Regions from separate parts of the Hordeum vulgare genome. Here regions 2, 3 and 4 are each linked to region 1. The links are chromatin contacts, called in public Hi-C maps. All regions are on one chromosome and are shown on one strand. The core of a region is the stretch at or near the end of the contact, and the rest is flanking DNA. Distances in the headings are between cores, read along the strand shown. Region 1 holds the start of LOC123403129 (ADP-ribosylation factor-like protein 8c). Region 2 holds the start of LOC123401621 (U-box domain-containing protein 11-like). Region 3 holds the start of LOC123402079. Region 4 holds the start of LOC123401976 (3-ketoacyl-CoA synthase 5-like).

Region 1 (3,355 bases), core at 465-2,964:
ACTCTAATGGCCCTTGCACAAGTACATTAACCAAATATGTTTGGGCAGGCTTAGAAATAAACTGAGCATGTCATAAACTAGTATCATACATACTGCACTATCTCCTTCCAGCATACCGATGATTATCTTCGGAATGGATGTTATTTATTGCATATTGGCACACAAATCATATTATCACAAAATTGAGTTTTCAGATGTGTGAAATATGAGATCTCTGAGAAGCAAGGGACATTACAGAATAGCAGTAACACCGCGACAGTAGCGCTCCCACATAGTTCGGAATCTGCGTTGCCCTCCAAGATCCCAAAGTTTAATTGTGACATTTCCCTTAGTGACTTTCCGCATATTAAAGCCTACCTGTTTTGAGCAGATGAACATCCTTACTTCAGGTCACTTAGATAATCGAGATGGTTCAAAATATTCATCAAGAAGCAGTGATATACATACAGTTGGAATCATGTCCTCACTGTAGCCACCAGTCTGAGAAGCATAGCAGCCATGAGTGAATATCAGGACAACAAAGAAAAATAAATGTTGCATAGCTTAAGTTGTGTGAGTTGATGCATACAGCAATTGAATTGACTAGAGATGTCTTCCCAGCATTCTGTAGGCCAACCAGGGAGAGCTCCATCTCCTGCTTAAAGAACAGGCTGAAACAAAAAAATGTTACTCCCATGAGTTAATTTTGACTGATTGGTCATCCTTCAAAGGCAACTCAGTATTATTATTGGCACATCTTCAAGTTTCATGATTGGTATAGTCCGGATACCCATATAGCATAGACTAAACTGGGTAGTAAAACTTGATCTCAATCTGATTCACCAACATGAGCTGGACTAACCTAACTGACAGTTTAGAACATCAAGAACAACAGCAAAGATTACTCAGGATTGGATCCTGACTGTAGAACTCCAAACATCCACTCTCACCCTATAACCTTAACTGTAGCAAATTCAACCGAAATGATTAGTTCCAGAAGTTTCTTCTCACAAAGGGAGCTTCGACATCTCCAATATCCATAAGGCCAGGATAACATTCGTTTTAAGAATGTAAGCCCTGATTGGCTTCAAACTGCAATGAACTGTGGAATGCTCTTCAAAAGCATGCTTGTTAAAAACAGTATGGTATCAAGTTCAAAATTACTCCCTCTACGATTCAGAGACCCTAACCACATCAATGTCTATTAAGATATTATTAAGCTTATTATACTAGGTCAGTACACCAAAGGCTACCTTCCGAATGAGTATGCTCTACATTAGCTTGATCTAACGTGGATCTAACTGCGCAGAGCAAAGACCGACTCCAGCCCCCGACCCAGCCGCATCATCCCGCCGCGCAGGGAAATCCGATCCATCCAAACCCATCCCACAATAAAAAAGGAAGACATACTACAAGTACCGATCATAATCAAATCGAAGGGGGGAACTGGAATTCCGCCGGGAGGGGGGCCGTCCCGTTGGAACCGCGAAAACATCGAGCGAAACGGAAGGGGCGGAGAGAGCTAGACGGGAACCTTCGGAGCCAGTTGAGGAGCGAGTCCCAGAGCCCCATGGCGCCTTCTGTCGCAGCTCGAGGCCGTCGCCCGTGCGCCCGCCGGATCTATCGAGGAGGAAGGGAATCCGCGGTTGCCGATTGGGGAGGAGGAAGGAAGACGAGGACGAGACGACAGGAGACGTGCGTTGGCTGCAGCGAAGGACACCCTACGAGCAATAGCATCCGTGTCACGGGCGGTAAGCGGCACAGCGGCCGAGCGGCGTGCACGAATAATCCGAACCTGAATCCAGAGGTGTCGTCTTGGACTCTCCTGGCCGTGGATTCATGTGCCACAACTCTTTTTGGCCGTAGGATATATATAGGAAAAAATCCAATTTTACATCTGAACTCGTAGAGGTTCGGTGAAATGAACCCAAAATCAAAATCTCGGTCGATTGTATCCTGAACTATGTAATTCCGGTCTAAATTAAATCCTGAGATTGTCTGTCAAACCGGGATTGCAAAGGCTGATCGAGATTTTTTTTCTTCAGAAAATAGGCCGTGGTTGACTGCGCTGCACGCGCGGGGATTGCTTCAAGCCCAGCAACCTAGTTCGCTGTTTCTTGTTTTTCGTTTTTTTGTATCCATTTATATTTTTATACTTTTTATTTTTTGATGTGTATTTGTCTTCATTTTTAAAAAAATTTAACAATGTCTTAAACCCTAAAACCCCAGAACAGCGGTTTCAAATTTTTGATTTGTGAACTTTCGTTTTCAACAATGTTAAATTTTGTATAATGTTAAATTTTTGTTCCGATTTCAAAAAATGTTCTCGTGCCCAAAAAAAATATGCTTTTAAATTTTAGAAATTTCCATATTTCAAAAAAAGTTCTGAAATTGTCAAAAATATTCTAAAGTGTTTTAAAATGTTCTGCATATTCAAAAAATTCTTTGTATTTTCGCTATTTATAAAAAATGATTCGAATTTTAGTTTTTTTTCTATGTTATTTAGAAGATCCCGGGAATTCCGGTGCTCACTTGCAGGAGGTTTTCAGTTTGACTACTCACAATATTTTTCTTTTAACTATTGTTTAAGTTTTGCCGCTACTGTGTATTATTTCTAGGATGGCGCTGCACTACTACATCGTTTCAGTGACATATGATGTACGACATTTAATATACCTTCTGGAAATAGGAAGGACAAAATCGCGTCAAACAAATGTCCCCTCATTAAAAGAAGTTCGAGCGCAGAGCAGATCGGACTTAATTTGGTGAAAATACATTTTTTAGGCGCATCATACACGTGCAGCCGCTTGACAACAACCTGAAAATATCATCGCGAACGGCCAAGTCGTCGTGATTTTGCACCTTCCTGCACCTCGAGTACTCGACTGCGGCTGGTGTGACTCCGTGCCTAGCGTCCGACCCGTACGGATACACGTATTTTGGTCATCCGTTGGGTTGCACGTGCAAAAGAAAAAGTTTATTTTAAACCTTGAACTGGTAGTGCTTCGGCGAATCGTACCTGAACTCGAAATCTCTGTCGTTTGTGTCATAAACTCTTAGATCCCGGTCTAAATCAAACCTTCACAGCGATTTCCAAACGGGGATTGCCGACGTGGTAGGGATTGCCGGGATGGGTCGTTTCTGCGCACGACTGGGTTGATAAAAGTAGGCGGGCCTAGTTCAACCTTGTCCCCTGCTTCTTTCTCTCCCTGTCCCTGCTCTTTTCCTCTTGCGACGGCAATGGCGACAGGCGGTTGATCGGCGACGCAGCGACGATTGTGACGACTCGAGGACGCGTCGAACAAGCAGGTACTGATCTCGATGACCTCCTCCCCTGGTAGTAGTAGTTTCTGGTTGTTGCCGCATTAGGGTTAGG
Region 2 (3,040 bases), core at 439-2,938, 750 kb before region 1:
CATACTATTGTGCCTCCTAAAGATAGAATCTAGTGCTAATATATGTTGCTTAAATTAAAAGACAATTTGGACGTCTGAGTCCTGAAGTAAAGAGTAACTTGGGGACAAATGGATCACAGAACCTCCTGAAAATTTAAAAATTACTCTCTCTGTAAAGAAATATAAAAGCGTTTAGATCACTAAAGTAGTTATCTAAATGCTCTTATATTTGTTTACAGAGGGAGTACAAAATTATAGTGACAACTAATAAACATTTATCTTCCTTGAACCAATTTTAGGAGAGATGATTTCAAGTACTCAAACGACTCGCTTAGCTACTCCACCGCATACACACAATCATGCAAATTTGGCAATGTATCCCAAGCAGCATAGTGTGGTCTTGAGACCAAAAGTTAATTTGACGAAATACAAGACCAGAGTATCAAAAGGCTCCAGTAAGCAACAATAATTAGATAAGAAGATATTGAAGGTTGCAAAATACGAATTGGCAATGGCAATGAGCATTTCGGATGGATAAATGAAAAAAAAAGGGACGGCAGGAAACCAGGTCAACATGTCCATGCTAAGAATGCTAAGACGTTACTTGTTTGACACCTTTGTTCTTCTTACCTGGTGCGCACAAGTTTAAACTCATCGAGGCATCATAGAAGTAAGTATAGGAGGACACGCATGATCTGACCACATCAAGATGCACCCCCAAGTCTAATAAGATCTACAGCCGTTAAAATATAACAGCGCAATAGCTGCAACTGGAGCGGCTGGACAAAAAGATCTACGCGCAAGCGAAAGTAAAACTTTCGTGAATGAATCTCTAAAATCTTGCCCGGTATACTAATCGTCAACGGAAACGAATCACATGCCGAAAAGAGAGCAATCTAACGAACGCGCGGACCAGACGCCGCGCAATCGCGCTCAAAGTGTTCGGCGAAATCTGGCCAAGAGCCGCGCGTCAAGAAGCGAGCAATGCAGAAGGTTTGATTGGACCAAGAGATCCCCGGCAGTCACCTGATCCGCGGCCCCCGTGTGGAGCGCCGGCCCGCGGCCGAGCGCGACGAACCTCCTGGCGGCCTGGAGCGCCAGGAGCAGGTCGGCCACCCAGGCCGTCGCCTCGGGCTCGGACGCGCCGTCCTCCCCAGACGACGCCTCGGCGACCTCGGCGACGAGGTGCGTGAGCAGGGACACCTTGCGCGCGAGGCGGAGGCAGTCGGCCCGCAGCGGCTCGACGGCGGCGGCCAGGTCGGCGGCGCCCACGGCCGCGATCTCCCGCACGATCTCCGCGGCCGCCCCGGCCGTCGCCGCCATCGCGCCGCCCCGGGTCAGGACTCCGCGCGGAGGACGGGAAGGGGGAGCGGCGGGGAAGCGGAGGGGGGAGGGGGCATGCCAACCTCCAATGTCAACGTCGCGCAGTAATGTAGGAGCGGTGGTGGTGGTGGTGCGAGGGGGCTCTGCTCGGGGAAGGAAAGGGGTGATGAGGATGAGGATGGGCTGCGGATTAATGAAATGCGGGGCTGGGCTCAGGTTGGCGGCAGCTAGCTGGGAGTGGGAGGGAGGGATCCCGTCCCGGCCTCCGGTGAGGCGCAGGCCGTGCGGAGGGGAGAGGGGAGGGGGTGAGCTGGGGGTGGGGTGGCTGGCCACTGGGCTGCCGTTCGCGTGAGGAGAGATTCCCGGGCGCGGCGCGGCAGACCGGAGTAAACTAATGCCAGGAAATCGGTGCCCGCCTGGCTGCACTCCCCGGGGAGCGACGGGTTCCGGATCCCGTGTGCCCGCCTCGCCCCGCTGCCCACGACGCGGCACCGTTACTAGGGCCTGCCGCGTTATACATACAGTACAACTGTTCGTTTCTTTAAAAAAAAGGGAAGTTATTCATCAAGATATGATCTTTGGGACAGTTGTGACGCGAAATCACACATCGTTTACATAACTGAGGTGTGGGAATTAGGAGAAATTTATTGACATGATCGTTTTCGGCTAACATTTTGCAAATTTTCGCTGGCCACACAAAGGGAAAAAAAACATCCCTCTTACATTTGTACGTGTTATACTGTTTCGACGCTGAATGCAGGACCGAGAATGTTCGTGTCTAATCTCCCCACGTCTCTCTTTCTCTCTCTAAATTATGATTTCCATCCATTCCAATACTTGACGAACACGTTGTAGGGATAGGTTGTGATGAACTGCAAATGTTTTTTGTAATTATATTGACTTGGCGTGAAATATGGCATATTTATGCCACATTTCAATGACTCGGTCAACGACCATGCTATTTCTTTTTTCTTCTTTTTTCTTTTTATCTAGGTTGGTAGGTGAGTTTGGCGGTGCCCGTCGAGTGGAAATCAAGATAGCACATTTCTATTACCTCTAGCCCAGAAGGCGATATTTGGGCCGCCCTGCAGAGGATGACTTGGTCGCGAGGGCTCCGGAAGAAGCCGCCTTGCAAGGGGCTAGCCTTGCGAGGCCCCTCGCCTCCACGCTAGGCCTAGCCAAGGCCACCAAGTACCGAAGCGCCTCGCGAGACCCCTCACCACCAGGCTAGGCCTAGCCAAGACCACCAAGTACCGAAGCGCCTCGCGAGACCCCTCACCACCAGGCTAGGCCTAGCCAAGGCCACCAGGTACATAAGCGCCTCGCGAGACCCCTCACCACCAGGCTAGGCCTAGCCAAGACCACCAAGTACCGAAGCGCCTCGCGAGACCCCTCACCACCAGGCTAGGCCTAGCCAAGGCCACCAGGTACATAAGCGCCTCGCGAGACCCCTCACCACCAGGCTAGGCCTAGCCAAGGCCACCAGGTACATAAGTGCCTCGCGAGACCCCTCACCACCAGCCTAGGCCTAGCCAACGCCATCAAGTACAGAAGCGCCTAGCGAGACCTCCCTTGCGAGGCCACTTCACAAGACATGTTCGTACGACGTCAGCCGTAGGGTTCCCCGCCCGTCACGTGGATGACATCCTGCTGTCAGGATAATGACGACAGGGCGTGGCATAAGCCAGTTTCCACTCTGATGATAAGGAAGCAAGGGTGTCTGCCTCCCCCAAAGCAG
Region 3 (3,196 bases), core at 570-3,069, 800 kb before region 1:
GGAGACAAGATTAGACTTCAGGAAAGGCAACAAGTGTTACACAGATCTTTTTGTATAACAGGAATTGTCTACCCTCAGACCAAAACTTGTGGGTCTGGATTCAGAACCACAAGACAAATTAGAAACAGCAAACAAAAATGGCAGGCATCATATCGATCTATTTCTTTTTTTTTATTGCGACGGTTACTAACCCTATCTATTTGTTAAAAGACAGATGCTCATGGTGTGGAAGAGGAAACCCGCACGAAAGCGCTTCGTGTAGGTTGCTGTTTCCCGCAATGAGCGGAGAAGGGTTTCCCAGGTGTAGTGCGCCACTGAGACAGGCTACATGTTCTCTGCAGATACTACTAGCAGCAGAAGAAAAACTCTTGTTGCCGCTGTACTGTACGCGGCATCTGATCTGACATCCTGCAGTTTCGCTAACCTTGTCCACGCTACACCGGTGCTAGTAGTGGGTGCTTTTGTGCCACGGTAACCACCGATCCAACAAAACCCAAGAATTCTACTGTACTGTACCACGCATTTGCTGGCCAAGATTTCTGCTTTTTCACATACAATATCTGTCAAGGTGAGGATAGCTCGCAAATTCTACTACAGCAAGTAAAAAATGTAATGTAGATCTTGTTCAGAGTTAATATAATTCTTGTTGCACGAAGTGCGCATAAGGGGACACGCAGTGATGCAATGCACGTGGAGAATGGATGGGGCTAATTGATTGAAATCTTGAAGATAGTAATGGTGGTTACCTCCTCCTTGGTGCGGGGCAGCGTGGGCCACCTCTGCGGCGTCTTGGGCGGCGCGCCGGGGGCCGACTTGGGGTTGGGGAGCATGAAGCCGGAGCCCCAGTCGGGCGTGGCGGCGAACCGCGGGCTGCGCAGGATGCCGGGCGGCCTCTCGGGCGTCACCTTGGCGCTGCAGGCGCCGCCGTCGCCCACGGCCGCGCAGAGCTCCATGATCTTGGCCGCCGCCTCGGCCGCGTCCCGGCTCTCCCCCATCAGCTTCTCCACCTGCGCCTTGGGGAGGCGCATCCTGAGCCGCACGGGGGTGCCGCCGGGGAGCGGGGAGGCGGGGGCGGACGCGGAGGCGACGCCCTGGAAGGAGGAGAGGTCGGAGGTGGAGCGGCGGGCGAGCATGAGCGACTCGAGCCGCTCGCGCGCGCCGACGCGGAGGTTGCCCGACCACGCCCGGCGCGGCGGCCCCGCGGCCGGGCGGCGCGGGAGCGCCACGAGGAAGTAGAGCCGTCCCCGGCGCAGCGGCGCGTCGGGCGCCAGCGGCCGCGCCCGCGCGCCCAGCAGCTTGACCTCCTCCGCCTCCAGCAGCTGGAAGCCCGGGTGGTCGCGCAGCACGTCGGACGCCGCCGCCGCCGGCGTCTTCACCCGGAAGGACGTCCCGTCCAGCTGCATCACCTTGGCCCCCTTCCTCTTCGCCCCAATGCTGTTCCCCATCCCCTCGGTGGCCTCGGGCTTGGTGGTGGTGGTGCGCGCCGGCCGGCGTGCGTTCGGTCTTGGTTCTTGAGGGAGGCGTCGTATGTCTGGGCCTGTGCGTGGTGATCTTTTGTTTGTTGGTTTGTTTTATAAAAGGAAGGGAAACTGGGGGAGTGGTGGCGAAAGGTGGAGGGGTCAAAGGTGACGGGGGGCGTATTTTATGGGGATGCCGAGGTGGTACGCTTGTCTCTCTTGCGTTGCGTTTCCCGCCTTTGGATGCAGATTGCCGGGGCGTGGTTGAGGCAGCGTCCGTCCGTCTGCGTGTGAATGATTATCATCAGGCACTCGCAGCAGCACGGAGACAGACTCAACCGGTTCACAGCTCGAAATCATGGCCACCGGGAATACACACGGTTATCTTATCAAGGTAGAGCGGTGGTGGTAGCAGAAGGGAGGGAGGGAGGGAGTGTGCACGCATGTGAAAGCGTTGGGACGAACGGGATCTGCGCAGGGGAATATCGGGGCTGGTTTCCATTGTGTGTGGTTACTCACGACACGATCGTGGGTTGTGACAGGATGTGCGTGTAGTAACGTGTTGGCTTTAGCTCTTTCGCCAACGCTGCCCAACCGTGAACTGTAAAGCGAGCGGCTAAGTGTGATTCAAGTTAGTACGGTAGTCACCCCACCCGACTTCCTTTCCATATCCATGATCGCGTTAATGTGAACAATCGATCCATCGGGCGCCACCGATCCGCTCCGGTTCTGGAATTAGAATTACTAGTACAAATCTGGTTGGTCGTTAGCTCTCGGAACAAGCAAGATGTAGTAACTGTAGGTGTGTGTAGGTCAAGCCATAGATATAGATCTCTTAAAGACACGATAAGATGTCAACTGAATCCTGCGTCGGGGGCTGCATCTCACCGCTTCTCAAGGGACGACTCCTGTGCGGTGTCGGTAGGCCGATCAAGACGGCTTCCACTGTCAAATCGATACCCTCTTTTTGTCTGTTCCGAACCCATCAACCTTTTTTTGTGCTACTACTAATCTACGCACGGCACTGCTCTATATGCCGGAACCTCCCTGCATATGGTGATCCGCCATTGTACGTAGCGCCATTTATGGTTGCCTGCTCTCTTCTCGCAATGTACTACAGGCGTACGTACAGCTAGCCCCTTCAAAATGCATACACTATTTTGGTTACTTTCATCGCCTGGTACGGCGGCCTGCGCTGCGTACGTAATCGGGCATACAATCTTCGGTTTCCTGTCGCTGCCATGACCATCGCATGGCGCATCGCGTCCGTCGTCGCAAGCTGACAAACCGGGCGATCATATATCTTTGGGTCGCCTGTGACCGCACCACGAAAGCGAATCATCAACGGCACGTAGCAGCGTCACCTCCTCTATCTGCGAGCGCGCTGCTGCTTAAACCGTATATATGTGAGTTAGTGAACACATACATCACAGCAGATGCACGTACGGCCACAGGCTATCTCAACGGATGCCATGGCAAGTCAAATGTTCATAAGGGACTACACAGTCTCAATCAAGCCGTGAACAGAAAATCGCATCGGTCCATGCATGTCATCGTCAGTTCGTCGTTGTCCATACCCGCGTCACTGTTCTGAAAAAGAGTCAGGATTACGATGTGGCTTTTCAAACCGGGATCACCTTTGTTGCTGTCATGTCCAGATGGATATACTTGCGACCTCTAACGAATTGGATTGGAACAGAAGAGATGATGACGATGCGAGATTTAGAGAAATTCGAACG
Region 4 (3,527 bases), core at 417-2,916, 550 kb before region 1:
AGTGTGCTACTGCCTAGTAGTGGCTACTGTGTAGACTTTCCTGTGTAGGAGCGAACGTGTGTGTACGAATGTGCACGAGATCGACGAGCTAGTGGCTAGTGCTTGAGCACGTCGGGGATGTCGACGGGGTAGCGGTGGACGCAGGCGGCCCAGGGCCCGTCGGCGCCGCCGGGCGCCGCGGGCGGGCGGATGCACTCCCAGGCGGCGCTGTTGCACTTGAACCCGGAGCCGAAGCCGATCATCCACACGCGGTCGCCCTTGCGCATGCGCCCCTTGGCCTCCACGTACGCCAGCTCGTACCACAGCGAGCTGCTCGACGTGTTGCCGAACCGGTGCAGCGTCATCCGCGACGCCTCCACCTGCTCGTCCGACAGCGTCAGGCTGCGCTGCAGCTCGTCGATCACCGCCCGCCCGCCCGCGTGGATGCAGAAGTGCTCGAACGCCGTGCGGAAGTCCGGGATGTACGGCTTGATCCCGCGGTTCACCACCCTGCGCGCGATGAAGGACAGCGCGAACAGCAGCTGCTCCGACGCCGGCAGCACCAGGGGCCCCATGGCCGTGATGTTCGCCTTCAGCGCCTCGCCGGCGACGCTCATCAGGTCCTTGGACAGGTTTATCCCCACGTTGCCGCGCTCGTCCTCCTCCTGGTACACGCAGCGGTACGCGCCGTCCTGGGACCCGGTCAGCGTCCGCACCACCCGCGCCAGCCGGAACCGCGCGTTGGCGCCGTTGGTGGAGAGGAGCACGGCGGCGCCGCCCATGCGGAAGAGGCAGTTGGGCAGGAGCATGGCGCGCTCCTTGCCCATGTAGTAGTTGGGCGTGATGGTCTCCGTCGACACCACCAGCGCGTTCGAGCCCCTGGGAGCGACCTGCAGCAGGTTCCGGGCGAGCCCCACGGAGATGAGACCGGCGCTGCACCCCATCCCGGCGAGGTGCACGTTGCGCACGTCCTTGCGCAGGTTGTACCGGTTGACGATCATGTCGGCGAAAGACGGCGTTGGCGCGAAGAGGCTGCAGTTGACGACGAGGATGTCGATGTCCACCGGGGCGACCTTGGTCTTGGCGAGCAGGTCGTCGATGGCGGAGAAGACGATGAGCTCGGCCTCGGCGCGGGAGGACTCGAGGTCGCAGGACGGCGGGATGTAGTGCTGCGCGTAGGGGAGGCAGGTCTCCTCCCCGAGCCCCGAGCGCTCGAGCAAGCGCGACATGAAGCGCACGCTGCGCTCGTCGAAGCCCGGCCACACGCGGGCGTGCTCCTCGAACGCGGCGAACGGGACGCGGCAGCTGGGGCTGGTGCGGAAGCACGCGTAGTCCACCATGTACACCGCGCGCGGCCGGAGCTTGAGGTAGACGGCGGCCGCCGCGGACGGGACGAACGCGGCGAGGAACATGTGCACGGGCCGGAGCGCGCGCAGCCGGGCGAGCAGCTCATCGGGCCCTAGCTCCGCCGCCTTGAGCAGGGCCGAGGCGGCGAAGGGCACTGCCACGATGGCCACGATGTTGCTCACCGCCAGCTGGTACAGCCGCTTGAGCTGCGCCGACGAGCTCATGCTAACGGTGCGCTCTGTATCGTTTGCGTGCGCTCGCGTCTGTGTTGGGAGCAGCTGTAGCTCTGTGGCCTCGTGGGTGTGTGTGTCGCTTGGCTCGCGGTGGGAGGCGAGGAGAAAGCCGGGAGGGAGAATTTAAAGAAGCGAAACTCCGGGTACCGGGACCCCGCAGGTGGAGCCCGAGCCTGTCGCTCCGAGAAGAGATCACACTATAGAAGTGGTTAGAGGGGAAGAAAATTCTATGGGACGGGGCCTCATAGTGCCGGGTCTCAAGCCCCTCTTCAGATTTTGACACGTCATTGTTTGCACACATCTTAAAGCTGCTTAAAATACCCTAATCAGTTGATACGTATTTATAGTATGGATACGACACAATATCAATCTAATCAATACCTTCCGTCCAACAAACGTAACCAGAAGGTAGCAATCTTCTCACCTGCAGTCTCCGCCGCGCCCGACGTGGAGGCGCCGTCGTAGCAACATTTCCCCGGCGCCAAACCTGGGCACTGCCGCCATGTCTCCCATGGAGACCTCTCCTTTCGCCGGTGATGACGACGTGCTCGTCGTCCCTCACGGAAGCAGTGGCGGCGTCCACATGGAAGCAGCGGCAGCAGGCCTTCATGGAAGCAGCGGCAGCAGACCTGTCCCCATGGCTACCCGTCCATGCGCTGGCGACGACGATCTTCATGGAAGTGGCGGCGTCCACATGGAAGCAGCGGCAGCAGACCTTCATGGAAGCAGCGCTGGCGACGACGATCTTCATGGAAGTGGCTGTGTCAATGTTAAAACCATACCTGTTCCTAGAGTTGGAATGGCATTTAAGTTTGAGGAGGAGGCATACGATTTTTACAATAATTATGCTTGTAAAGTTGGGTTCAGCATTCGAAGGAGCCACACGAAGTTGAGACGAGATGGAACCGTTTATCAGAAACATTTGGTTTGCAGCAAACAAGGTGAGCGAGAAACTCATTCATCACATCACACCAAGAATGAAAATGCAACCACAAGGTGTGATTGCAATGCCCGTGTTCAGCTGAGTATTTCTCCTGATGGCGTTTGGAATGTGCAAAAGGTTCTTCTTGAGCACAACCATGATTTCGCAAGTCCAGATAAGAGGCACATGTTGAGGTCGCAACGTCGTATTGCAGCGTCCGGTAAACTTGTGATTGGTGAGATGCGTGAAGCCGGAATAAAGCCAGCTGAAGTGTACAATTTTTTCAAGCAGTGGTATAAAGGACCCCATAATGTACCTTTCTTGCGGATGGATTCCAATAACCATATTGGTCGTGAGCGTAGGAAGTATCTGGAAGTTAATGATGCGCAAACATTGCTGGAATTCTTGAAAAACAAGCACTTAAATGATCCTTCTTTTTTTTATGCTATACAATTATACGAAGAGGATTGCCGGATAGCTAATTTTTTTTGGGCAGATGGTCAAGCTATCATGGACTACGCTTGCTTTGGTGATGTTTTGTCCTTTGACACAACATTTCAGACAAACAAGTTTGAAATGCCTTTTGCACCACTACTTGGAACAAATCATCATAAGCAAACCATTCTTTTTGGAGCTGCCCTGTTATGTGATGAAACCAAAGATTCATTCATCTGGCTCTTCAACACATTCTTAACCGCCATGTCTGGCAAGGCACCTGCAACCATCTTCACCGATCAGTGTGCTGCCATGGCGAAAGCAATCAGCATTGTTCTCCCAAATACAAAGCACCGCCTCTGTTTGTGGCACATTTATCAAAATGCTGCTAAGCATCTTAGCCATGTAATTTCAGACCATCCTCAATTCCTTGCTGATTTTAAGAGATGTGTCTATGAGGAAAGGTCAATAGCATACTTTGAAATGAAGTGGCAAGAATTGTTGAGTGCTTACAACCTTCAGGATAACACATGGTTACAACAACTCTATGATCTGCGTGAGAAGTGGGCTACTGTTTACCGTCGTGATTCCTTTTGCGCCAACATGACTTC

What was found. Hi-C and Micro-C count contacts between places; a contact is called where the count stands out from the background.
Region 2: a contact with region 1 is called in a Hi-C map of seedling, with 1.7 times the contacts expected there. The contact joins the promoter of LOC123401621 here to the promoter of LOC123403129 in region 1. A contact is called at or near these places in 1 of 6 Hi-C or Micro-C datasets (seedling) and 1 of 1 datasets of contacts at active chromatin or transcription factors (embryo).
Region 3: a Hi-C map of leaf shows a contact between it and region 1, with 5 times the contacts expected there. The contact joins the promoter of LOC123402079 here to the promoter of LOC123403129 in region 1. A contact is called at or near these places in 2 of 6 Hi-C or Micro-C datasets (leaf and seedling) and 1 of 1 datasets of contacts at active chromatin or transcription factors (embryo).
Region 4: a contact with region 1 is called in a Hi-C map of seedling, with 7 times the contacts expected there. The contact joins the promoter of LOC123401976 here to the promoter of LOC123403129 in region 1. A contact is called at or near these places in 2 of 6 Hi-C or Micro-C datasets (leaf and seedling).

Annotation. Positions count from the first base shown.
Region 1 is chr6H:492,099,294-492,102,648 of MorexV3_pseudomolecules_assembly, forward strand. It overlaps LOC123403129 (ADP-ribosylation factor-like protein 8c), which reads right to left and starts at 1,715. Exons shown (of 6, transcript XM_045097091.1): 1 at 1,514-1,715; 2 at 569-650; 3 at 448-480; 4 at 236-357. The coding sequence starts at 1,551.
Region 2 is chr6H:491,351,610-491,354,649 of MorexV3_pseudomolecules_assembly, forward strand. LOC123401621 (U-box domain-containing protein 11-like) reads right to left here and starts at 1,689. Exons shown (of 4, transcript XM_045095456.1): 1 at 1,006-1,689. The coding sequence starts at 1,302.
Region 3 is chr6H:491,294,359-491,297,554 of MorexV3_pseudomolecules_assembly, forward strand. LOC123402079 reads right to left here and starts at 1,820. Exons shown (of 2, transcript XM_045095946.1): 1 at 747-1,820. The coding sequence starts at 1,445.
Region 4 is chr6H:491,551,298-491,554,824 of MorexV3_pseudomolecules_assembly, forward strand. It overlaps LOC123401976 (3-ketoacyl-CoA synthase 5-like), which reads right to left and starts at 1,667. Exons shown (of 1, transcript XM_045095841.1): 1 at 1-1,667. The coding sequence starts at 1,550. The coding sequence ends at 96.